Linked DNA regions of Triticum aestivum: region 2 is linked to region 1. The links are chromatin contacts, called in public Hi-C maps. All regions are on one chromosome and are shown on one strand. Each heading gives the region's core, a stretch centred on a gene start, on an enhancer-like site or on the middle of the called end of the contact. The rest is flanking DNA. Distances are from core to core; before and after follow the strand shown. Region 1 holds the start of LOC123127966 (amino acid transporter AVT3B). Region 2 holds the start of LOC123127968.

Region 1 (4,861 bases), core at 2,197-4,696:
GGAGGGGTCCGGAGGTCCGGAAAATGTTCCACCACGTCCAATACAGCAGCATGGGCTGTAGGGGGGGCGCCCTAACCTTAATGGGCCAAGGGCACCAGCCCCCCCCCAAGGCCCATGCGCATGGGAGAGGGGAAACCCTAAGGAGGAGGGCCTCCACTTGACTTGGGAGGCACTCCTTCCCCTCTTGGCCGCCGCCCCCAACCCTAGATGGGATCTAAGGGGGGCCGGCCCCCTCTCTCCCCACCTATAAATAGTGGAGGGGTGGGAGGGCGGCCACACCCTTGAACCTGGCGCAGCCCCTCCCCTCCAACACCTCTCCTCCGCGTGAGCTTGGCGAAGCCCTGCCGGAGAACTGCCACTCCATCATCACCACGCCGTCGTGCTGCTGTTGGACTCTCTTCCTCAACCTCTCCCTCCTCCTTGCTGGATCAAGGCGCGGGAGACGTCTCCGTTACGTACGTGTGTTGAACGCGGAGGTGCCGTCCGTTCGGTGCTAGGATCATCGGTGATTTGGATCACGACGAGTATGACTCCATCAACCCCGTTCACTTGAACGCTTCCGCTTAGCGATCTACAAGGGTATGTAGATGCACTCTCCTTCCCCTCGTTGCTGGATTACTCCATAGATTGATCTTGGTGATGCGTAGAAAATTTTAAATTTCTGCTACGATCCCCAACACGAAGACGTTTGACTACATCAATCGCGTTACTTAACGCTTCCGCTTTCGTTCTACGAGGGTACGTGGACGAACTCTCCCTGCTCGTTGCTATGCTTCTCCTAGATAGATCTTGCATGATCGTAGGAATTTTTTGAAATAATGCGTTCCCCAACAGGTGATGTGTTACGTAACGAGTAAAGAGACTTCTCGGTAATGAGATTGAACTAGGTATGAAGATACCGACGATCGAATCTCGGGGAAGTAACACACCAATGGACAAAGGGTTTTACGTATGTTGTCATAACGGTTCGACCCATAAAGATCTTCGTAGAATATGTAGGAGCCAATATGAGCATCCAGGTTCCGCTATTGGTTATTGACCCGAGAGGTGTATCGGTCATGTCTACATAGTTCTCGAACCCGTAGGGTCCACACGCTTAACGTTCATTGACGATATAGTATTATATGACTTATGTGATTTGGTGACCTAATGTTGTTCGGAATCCCGGATGAGATCACGGACATGACGATGAGTCTTGAAATGGTTGAGAGTTAAAGATTGATATATAGGACGATGAAATTCAGACACCGGAAGTGTTCCGGAGGGTACTGGGTACATTTCGAGTTACCGGAAGGGGTTCTGGGCACCCCCGACAAAAGATATGGGCCTTATGAGCGAAGAGGGGAAACACACCAGCCACAAGGGGCTGGTGCGCCCCCATATGGGCCGGCCTAAGTGGAGAAGGAAAAGGGGAGGAGGAAAGTAAAGAGAGGGAATAGGATTCCCCCTTCCTTTTTTCGAGGAACTATTCCCCCTTCCTTTCCCCTCACCCCTCTTTCCTTCCCCCTTTCGTATACAAGGAAGGGGGGGCGCAGGGCAAGACAGGGCCCCTAGGGGGCGGCGGCCAAGCCCTAGGCCGCCCTGGTTGCCTTCCCTCCCCTCCCACCTATATATATGTGGGGAGGGGGCACGTCACAAGCACACAACATCAATTGTTAGTCGTGTGCAGCGCCCCCCTCCACAGTTTACACCCCCGGTCATATTCTCGCGGTGCTTAGACGAAGCCCTGCGCGGATCACTTCACCATCACCGTCACCACACCATCGTGCTGACGGAACTCATCTACTACCTCAACACCTTGTTGGATAAAGAAGGCGAGGAACGTCATCACGCTGAACGTGGTAGAACTCGGAGGTGCCGTACATTCGGTGCTTGATCGGTCAGAGCTGGAAGAAGTTCGAGTACATCAACCACGTTGTCAAACGCTTCTGCTTTCGGTCTACGAGGGTACGTGGACACACTCTCCTCCTCTCGTTACTATGCATCTCCTATATAGATCTTGCGTGAGCGTAGGAATTTTTTTGAAATTGCATGCTACGTTTCCCAACATATCCCTCATTTTCTTTTTAGTCTGCCTATTAGGTTTTTCTGAAGTCAAACTCTCCAAAGTTTTAGCAAGTTTATATAAAAATATAAACATTCACAATATAACATCAAGATCGTTAGATTCCATGAAATAAATTTTGATATTATATTTATTAGGTGCTATAGAAGCTTATACTTTTTATACATCAACTTGGTCAAACTTTGCAAAGTTTAACTTGAGACAAATCTAATGCACAAAGTAAGAGAAAAGGAGGAGGGGGAGTATATACTCTTACAAAGACCCGAGTTGGTGATGATTTATTCACACTCAAAGATTAGATTTTAGTTGTCAAGAAATTATTTGCCACAATTATGATATATTTTATGAAGTAGGTAGATGTATCGGGATCTTTTGATTATTATTTTTGATAGAAAGACTATAAGGGAACCCCCTACAGTATAATTGATGCAACAAACCCAAATTGCAAGTACCAAGCCTTGAACCTGGGTGGGTGGGAAGACACCAGCCCCTTCCCACCACTAGGCTATGCCTTAGTCTGCAATATTTGATTTGATTATTTGATTTGATTGATTTATGTTTTGAGATATTGTTTTATTTGCCCAAAGTTTAACTTGCTCGTGCAATAGAAAAACACTTCTATATCAAGTATATCAGTATATGAATTATGTAGCAATGTATGAATATTTGACCGCGGAATCGAACCGTCTGTTTTAAGAAAAGAAAATGTAAAGCATATACGAACACAAGAACAATGTGAAACTACCATGCACGACAACGTGGGAGAACACGGCTTACTGAGAATTATATTAGTCATAGCTAACTACCCATGCGTTGCAACTGGAGCATACATATTGTAGTGGTTCAACATCAATTTTGTATGACATATACATTGCACACATCATATGATTTAATTTGATTTGTGTATGGATAGAGGAAGTCAAAGAAAATTTTGATTTAGGTGAAGTTTTGGTAAGATTTGATTTGATTTGGTTTAAGTATGGATAGATGCAGATTTTTTTTATTTAGTAAAGATTTGGTTTGACTTGATTGAGTTAATGCAAGACGTTAGCTTTGTAAAAGTACCATTTGATTTATATTGTTCCAAGTTACTCTGAGAAATATTTGGGAAATTTCGAAAATATAAAAAAAGGAAGAAAATGCTCCTAGCTGTGTGCAGGCTGTACGATTTCACACGAGAACACGTGGCCGTCAAACGCATACAACAATCTTGGTAGGTGCTGTACTACTCATACACCGCCACGCGCTTCCAGGTGGTCCCGGGGGGCGCAGAAAACAAAACATGCTCATGGACCACGCCCATGATATTTTCCCACGATTTTTTGGCAAAATATTTTCCCACGATGGCAGGCCATCCTCTCCTCTCTACAAAAGCACCGGCAACCCCCCCGGAGAGGGAGCCCGCAGCCACTCCTTCCTCATCGGTTTCCTCCGCCGCGAGATCGCCCGTTTTCTCTCGATACTTCCGACGACCGGAGCGGAAGACGAATACAAATCCCGTCGAATTCGCCTGTTCGTCGTTCCATCTTCTGCCTCCCTCTATCTGTGTGGTGGTCACCCAATTCGTTTGTGTTAATCTCGATTCAATCGCCCGCGCGCCATGGGATTGGGGAGCGACGCGAGCTCGTCGTCGTCGCGGCTGGACTCGGCGCCGCTGCTGCCGCACCACAGCGCCGAGGGGGGGCACCTGTCGTCGCAGCCCAAGACCTTCGCGAACGTGTTCATCGCTGTGGTCGGCGCCGGCGTGCTGGGCCTGCCCTACACGTTCTCGCGCACCGGCTGGGCCGCGGGCTCCATCCTGCTCCTCTCCGTCGCGCTGCTCACCTTCTACTGCATGATGCTGCTCGTCGCCTGCCGCCGCCGCCTCGCCGACGACCACCCGAAGATGCTCTCCTCGTTTGGGGATCTGGGGGACGCCGTGTTCGGCGCGCCCGGCCGCCTCGCCGTGGACACCATGCTGGTGCTCAGCCAGGCCAGCTTCTGCGTCGGGTACCTCATCTTCATCTCCAACACCATGGCGCACCTCTACCCCGTCTTCGCCCCCTCCTCGAACGTCTTCCTCTCCCCTAAGGCGCTCTTCATCTACGCCATGCTGCCGTTCCAGCTCGGGCTCAACTCCATCAAGACGCTCACGCTCCTCGCGCCGCTCAGCATCTTCGCCGACGTCGTCGACCTCGGCGCCATGGGGGTCGTTGTTGGCCAGGACGTGTCGACTTGGCTCGCCGCGCACCCACCCGTCGCCGCGTTCGGCGCCCCCGCCGCGCTCCTCTACGGTGCGGGCGTGTCCGTGTACGCCTTCGAGGGCGTCTGTATGGTCCTGCCGCTGGAGGCGGAGGCCGCGGACAAGAAGAAGTTCGGCGCCACGCTCGGGCTGTCCATGGCGTTCATAGCTGTCATGTACGGGCTGTTCGGCGTCATGGGGTACGTCGCGTTCGGCGACGCCACGCGCGACATCATCACCACCAACCTCGGCAGCGGGTGGCTGTCGGCCGCCGTGCAGCTGGGGCTGTGCATCAACCTCTTCTTCACCATGCCGGTGATGATGAACCCGGTGTACGAGGTCGCCGAGCGCCTGTTCCACGGAAAGCGCTACTGCTGGTGGATGCGGTGGGTGCTCGTGGTCACCGTGGGGCTCGCGGCCATGCTTGTGCCCAATTTCACCGACTTCCTCTCCCTCGTGGGGAGCAGCGTCTGCGTGCTGCTCGGGTTCGTGCTGCCGGCCACCTTCCACATCAAGGTGTTTGGCGCCGAGATGGGCTGGGTTGGGGTTCTCAGCGACGTCCTCCTGGTGGTGCT
Region 2 (4,717 bases), core at 443-2,942, 200 kb after region 1:
CGATTTCTCCCCAAGATTAGCTTCCTTGTGCCCGAAGGAGAGCTCAAGGTCTACCCACAAGAGTGCATTGCGTGGGCACCCTCTGGCCATTGGGCCAGCCCTTGTGGGGCCCACAAGCACTTCCTTGCATTGATTCTTTCGCCATAAATTTCGATATATTTCATAAAAATCCACAAAAAATTTCAGGTCATTCCAGCTCCATGAATTTTTCACCTAAACCCCCCCTCAAACAATAGAAAACTAGAACCGGCCTTTGACACTGGGTTAATAGGTTAGTCCAAATAGAAATAGTATAAATTATTATCAAAATATGCAAAAGCGGTATGATAATAGCATGGAAAAATCAAAAAAATATAAATATGTCAGAGACGTATCAAGGATGGGGCCAAGGATGAGAAACAATGGTTGTGTAGTTCAAGTATGCTCCCCGCGTTTATTTTGCAATACCAACATGTCCCTCCTAGATGGATCACATCCCTTACTTTTTACATCTAAGAGCATCTACAACCAGAGCCCACAAATGTCCTATCAGACAAAAAAATGAATAAAAAAAGTCATCCAACGATAATCCTTACTTTGTCCAGGCGTATCCGGGAGTCCACAAATCCCCATATCGAAGCTATATATGGAAAACATATGAGGATGTCCGGGCAGGGTGCCATGTAGGATTTGGCCCACTGTGGACAATCTTTTCTTTTTCTTAAATCTTTTTTCCTTTTCTCTCTATTTCTCTCACCAATCATATGCATGTGATCGGATAATATAAGGTGTGGTTGTTTTACAAGGAAAGCGGTGGTCTAAAACGGACGTGCCCCGGCACGTCCATGGGCGTATCAGGAGCCAAATTAAGCAAATGTGGTTGTAGATGCTCTAATAGCTCTCATGAATCCTTTATATACAGGACTTACTCCTTCGCTCCTCCTAGCGACCAGCAGCGAACATGTGGCTACGATATTTTCCTCCCGCCGACGGCGCCGGCGATCTGCCTCATCTTCAGTGGCCTTAGGGCCATGGGGGCACGGTGGATCTCCACCCTTGCCAGTGGGAAGGCTATGCTTTTATACATTTTTTTTAGTTTTGCTAAGGTTTGTATCCTGTTCAGGTAAACGAGACGGCGATGACTCTCTGAATATGGAATAAGTTTCTTCCCGTCTAGCCTCCGCCCCGATGGTGCGTCTAGCAGCGTCGGAGGGTGTGTGGAGGTGTGTCTCCAGCAGATCTTGCAGAATTCGGTCGATGGTTGTCCTTGGTGGATCCGCTCGAATCTTGTCTTCGCACGTCTACATTAGTGTTCTTTCAGGTTGGATCCTTCCTATCAACGCTTATCTTCATCGGCGGTAGTTGCAGACCGGTGCGCTGGTCCTGTTAGGCCTTAGTACGGCGACTTTCTAACTGTTTATTATAACAATTTTTTTTCGGCCCCGGCCAGGATGATGAGGACGACATCTTCGGCTCGCTTCTATGCTTGTAGTCGTCGCTAGGTGGTAGGGACCTTGATGTAGTTTTTATTATTTTTGATGTTATGTAATTTTTATTATTTTTTATGTTCGTTGTATTATCATAATGGGTAATGAACAGATCATAAACTTTTATATATATATATATATATATAATTGCTCTGATGCGTGCGGTGCACCAGTTTGATGGTTCTCGGGCACGCCGATCTCCCAAGAGCGGCACCCTACCCGCACCGCCTGTGCGGAAGGAGACCGATAAACAAAAACTGGCACGGCATCCCACCGCCATAGAGCATCGCCCATGCCCATTAAATCCGAGCAAAGAGGTTTTTTTGTCCGTCGCAACCGAGCCCACACAACCTAGAAACGCCTGATTCCAATTCCAGATCGCGGTCGCCATGGCCCTCCGCGGCTGGTCGCACTTCGCGCCGGATCTCCTCGTGACCGTCTCCGGCGACCTCACGGAGCTCGCGGACATCGCCCGCTTCCGCTCCGTCTGCACCACCTGGCGCGACGCGGGGGTGGACGCCGCGGCCGCGCCTCCGTCGCAGCCCCCGTGGCTCCTCCTCCCGTCCTCCCCGTCGCCGCTCTTCTTCAACCCCTCGGAGGACCGCCTCTACCGCAACATCCGTCTGCCCGTCCCCGCCGCGGACGCCCACCGCCGGCGCCGCCGCCGCCGCCTCTCCGCGTCCCCGCACGGCTGGATCCTCGCCGTCGACCCCACCGATCTCGCCGCATCCCTCCTTCACCCCTTCACCGGCTCCGTCCGCCCCCTCCCGCCGCTCCCCGCCTTCTTCGCCGAGACGGATGACCTGGCCTGGGACCTGTCCCCGCACAGCATCATGGCGTCCTGCGGCGAGGTCGTCCTGGTCTGCGCCCTCGACCCTCTCGCGGACTCCTGGGCCCCGGTCCCCGCCATGCCCGACTGCAACGTGAGCAGCATCAACTACGCCGGCGGCGATTTCTTCGTCTTCGAGGAGGACGCGTGCCGCACCACCATCGTCGACTCCATCACCCTCGCGGTCACGGCCGTCATCCAGCCGCCGCCCCAAGTCGACCTCCCCACCGAGGCGCGCGTCGTGGTGGCTGGTGAAGAGCTCTTCCTTCTCGTCAAGTCCAAGTGGATGTACGTCTTTACTGACGACGTGGACTTCTCCAAGGCCTTCTGCGTGAACCACCGGAGCACCAACCCAGCCTGGCAGGAGCTCACCAGCATCGGCGAGCGGGCGCTGTTTGTCGATCCTCTCCACGGGTTCGCTGTGGGGACGACGGCAGGGTTCACGAATCTTGAAAGCAACACGGTCTACTCGGTGACCACCAAGGAGGCGAGCCGTTCCAGCAGTGTGAAATACAGTGTATCGGCTTTCAACCTGCAGAGCCGGACCTCTAAGAAGCTTGCATGCCGGCTGAACGAGCTTGACACGGCTCAGCGTGGCGGGGCGGCGGCATCGTGGATCATACCAAGGGTGAATGAGGGCTGAACAAAGTCAGGGGAATCGGAGGTCCTGGTTCTTATCTGATGATGGTGACGAATGATATCTGCTTGCTCGCGGGCCAAATTCTTGGTACCTTTGCGCTTGCATATGTTCTGAAGTGAAGTCAAAACCAACCAGCCTCTTTTATACGCATGTTCTTCTTCTGTACGTACATTATATGTCGTTTAGACGTTCCTAGATTCTGAATTTCTGATCAGCCTGAAGCTTATTTCTGTGAGATGTATTTGCTGCTTAAACTCTCAAGTTTCATTGTCCACTTATAATGCTCAAGCAGTCAAGCTGAATAGATTTTGTGATGTTAAAGTACTCCATATGCTATTTCTGTTTCAGTGTGGTTTCAGTAATGGACTCGGAGCCTGTTTTTTAATGCATTAATTGAATCGGAGTCTCAGAAGCTGGACAACTGTATTTTCTTCATATTTTCATAATATATGACGCGAATGAAACTTTCATATGCATTTGTTGTTATTTATTATGCCTGCTAGCATAATGGATAACTGAGTACCAAGGCCCGGCAAATGGGATCAATTTGTCTCTAGTTGATTGAACAGAAAATGCAGCGGTGTTGATTGAACAGAATTTCTGGCGAAGCTTTGTGATGGGAACACCTGAACAGCAACGAAATGGCATCCATCCGGATTGCTTGAAAAGGATGCTACATCTGCAATGACCCGATTGCTTTTATATGTGGTAATGAACCAAGCGACTGATGTCATGAGCATGTTTTTGCTAGTGGAGAAGTAAGGAAAAGATCCAACGTAGAATGGAAAGCACGCGGAACAACCGGTTTGTTTAAGCAGTGGTTATCGAGCAAGATGGGTGTAATCTTATTTTTGCAGTTCCTTCTAAAACATACTCTCTCCGTCCTATGGTATATGGAGTATATTATACTCCCTCCGTCCTAAAATAATTGTCTCAACTTTATACTAGCTCTAGTACAAAGTTATACTAAATTTGAGGCACTTATTTTGAAACGGATGGAGGAATATGTTATAGCATCTCCAGCCGCGCCCCAAGAAGGCCCCCCGGCGATTTTTCGACCGCCGGCGCCAAAAAATTGATCCAGTCACGCCTCCAAGGGCCCAGTTTTCGCCCGCTCGGGCCGAAATTGGCGCTGGCGGACCCAACCCGAACCCGGCGCGCTGGGGTCGCTCGGGGGCGCCGGGCGAATTGTTTTTGGCGCGAAGAGCCGCGAGCCAGCCGCGTCAGCGACTCGACTCTCTTCTTGCCGCTTCGTCGTCCTCATCACCTCGTTTCCCGTGGCGAATCAATGCCAAAGCTGAGCGCGCCGGTCAGCCTCCATTGATGGTGGCGCAGTGAAGGCCGGGCGACGCGCGTCCCCTCGCCCGCCACGCCACGCGTAACGCGCCAGCCAAGCCTACCACACGGCGCCTCCGCCTATATAAGCCGACCACCAGCGCGCCGGAGACACGCACAGATACTCCACCGTCGACGCGCCCATTTCTCCCCCTTCCTCCTCTTGCCGTCTCCAGTTCAGAAGAATGGCCGAGCGCTTCCCAGGCGACGGCGCGGCGGCGAATGGCTTCGGGCGCCGCCATCTTCACGAGGACGAGGCTCGCCTCCTTTTCGAGGCCGAGTACCCGGTCCCATCGGACATATGCGGGTGCCCGGGGCTTGGAGGATCAGCGCCGGCGGCGTGCCGGTGCCACCACCACCCACCGGGGCGCACACGGCGTGCGGAGATCGCACGTATCCGCGCATCCCTGCCGCGGGCGGCGAGGGAGGGGCCACGCTACGTCCCCG

The links. Hi-C and Micro-C count contacts between places; a contact is called where the count stands out from the background.
Region 2: a Hi-C map of leaf shows a contact between it and region 1, with 2.7 times the contacts expected there. The contact joins the promoter of LOC123127968 here to the promoter of LOC123127966 in region 1. A contact is called at or near these places in 2 of 5 Hi-C or Micro-C datasets (both in leaf).

The regions. Positions count from the first base shown.
Region 1 is chr6A:472,582,864-472,587,724 of IWGSC CS RefSeq v2.1, forward strand. LOC123127966 (amino acid transporter AVT3B) reads left to right here and starts at 3,447. Exons shown (of 1, transcript XM_044547845.1): 1 at 3,447-4,861. The coding sequence starts at 3,666.
Region 2 is chr6A:472,781,207-472,785,923 of IWGSC CS RefSeq v2.1, forward strand. It overlaps LOC123127968, which reads left to right and starts at 1,693. Exons shown (of 1, transcript XM_044547846.1): 1 at 1,693-3,262. The coding sequence starts at 1,856. The coding sequence ends at 2,938.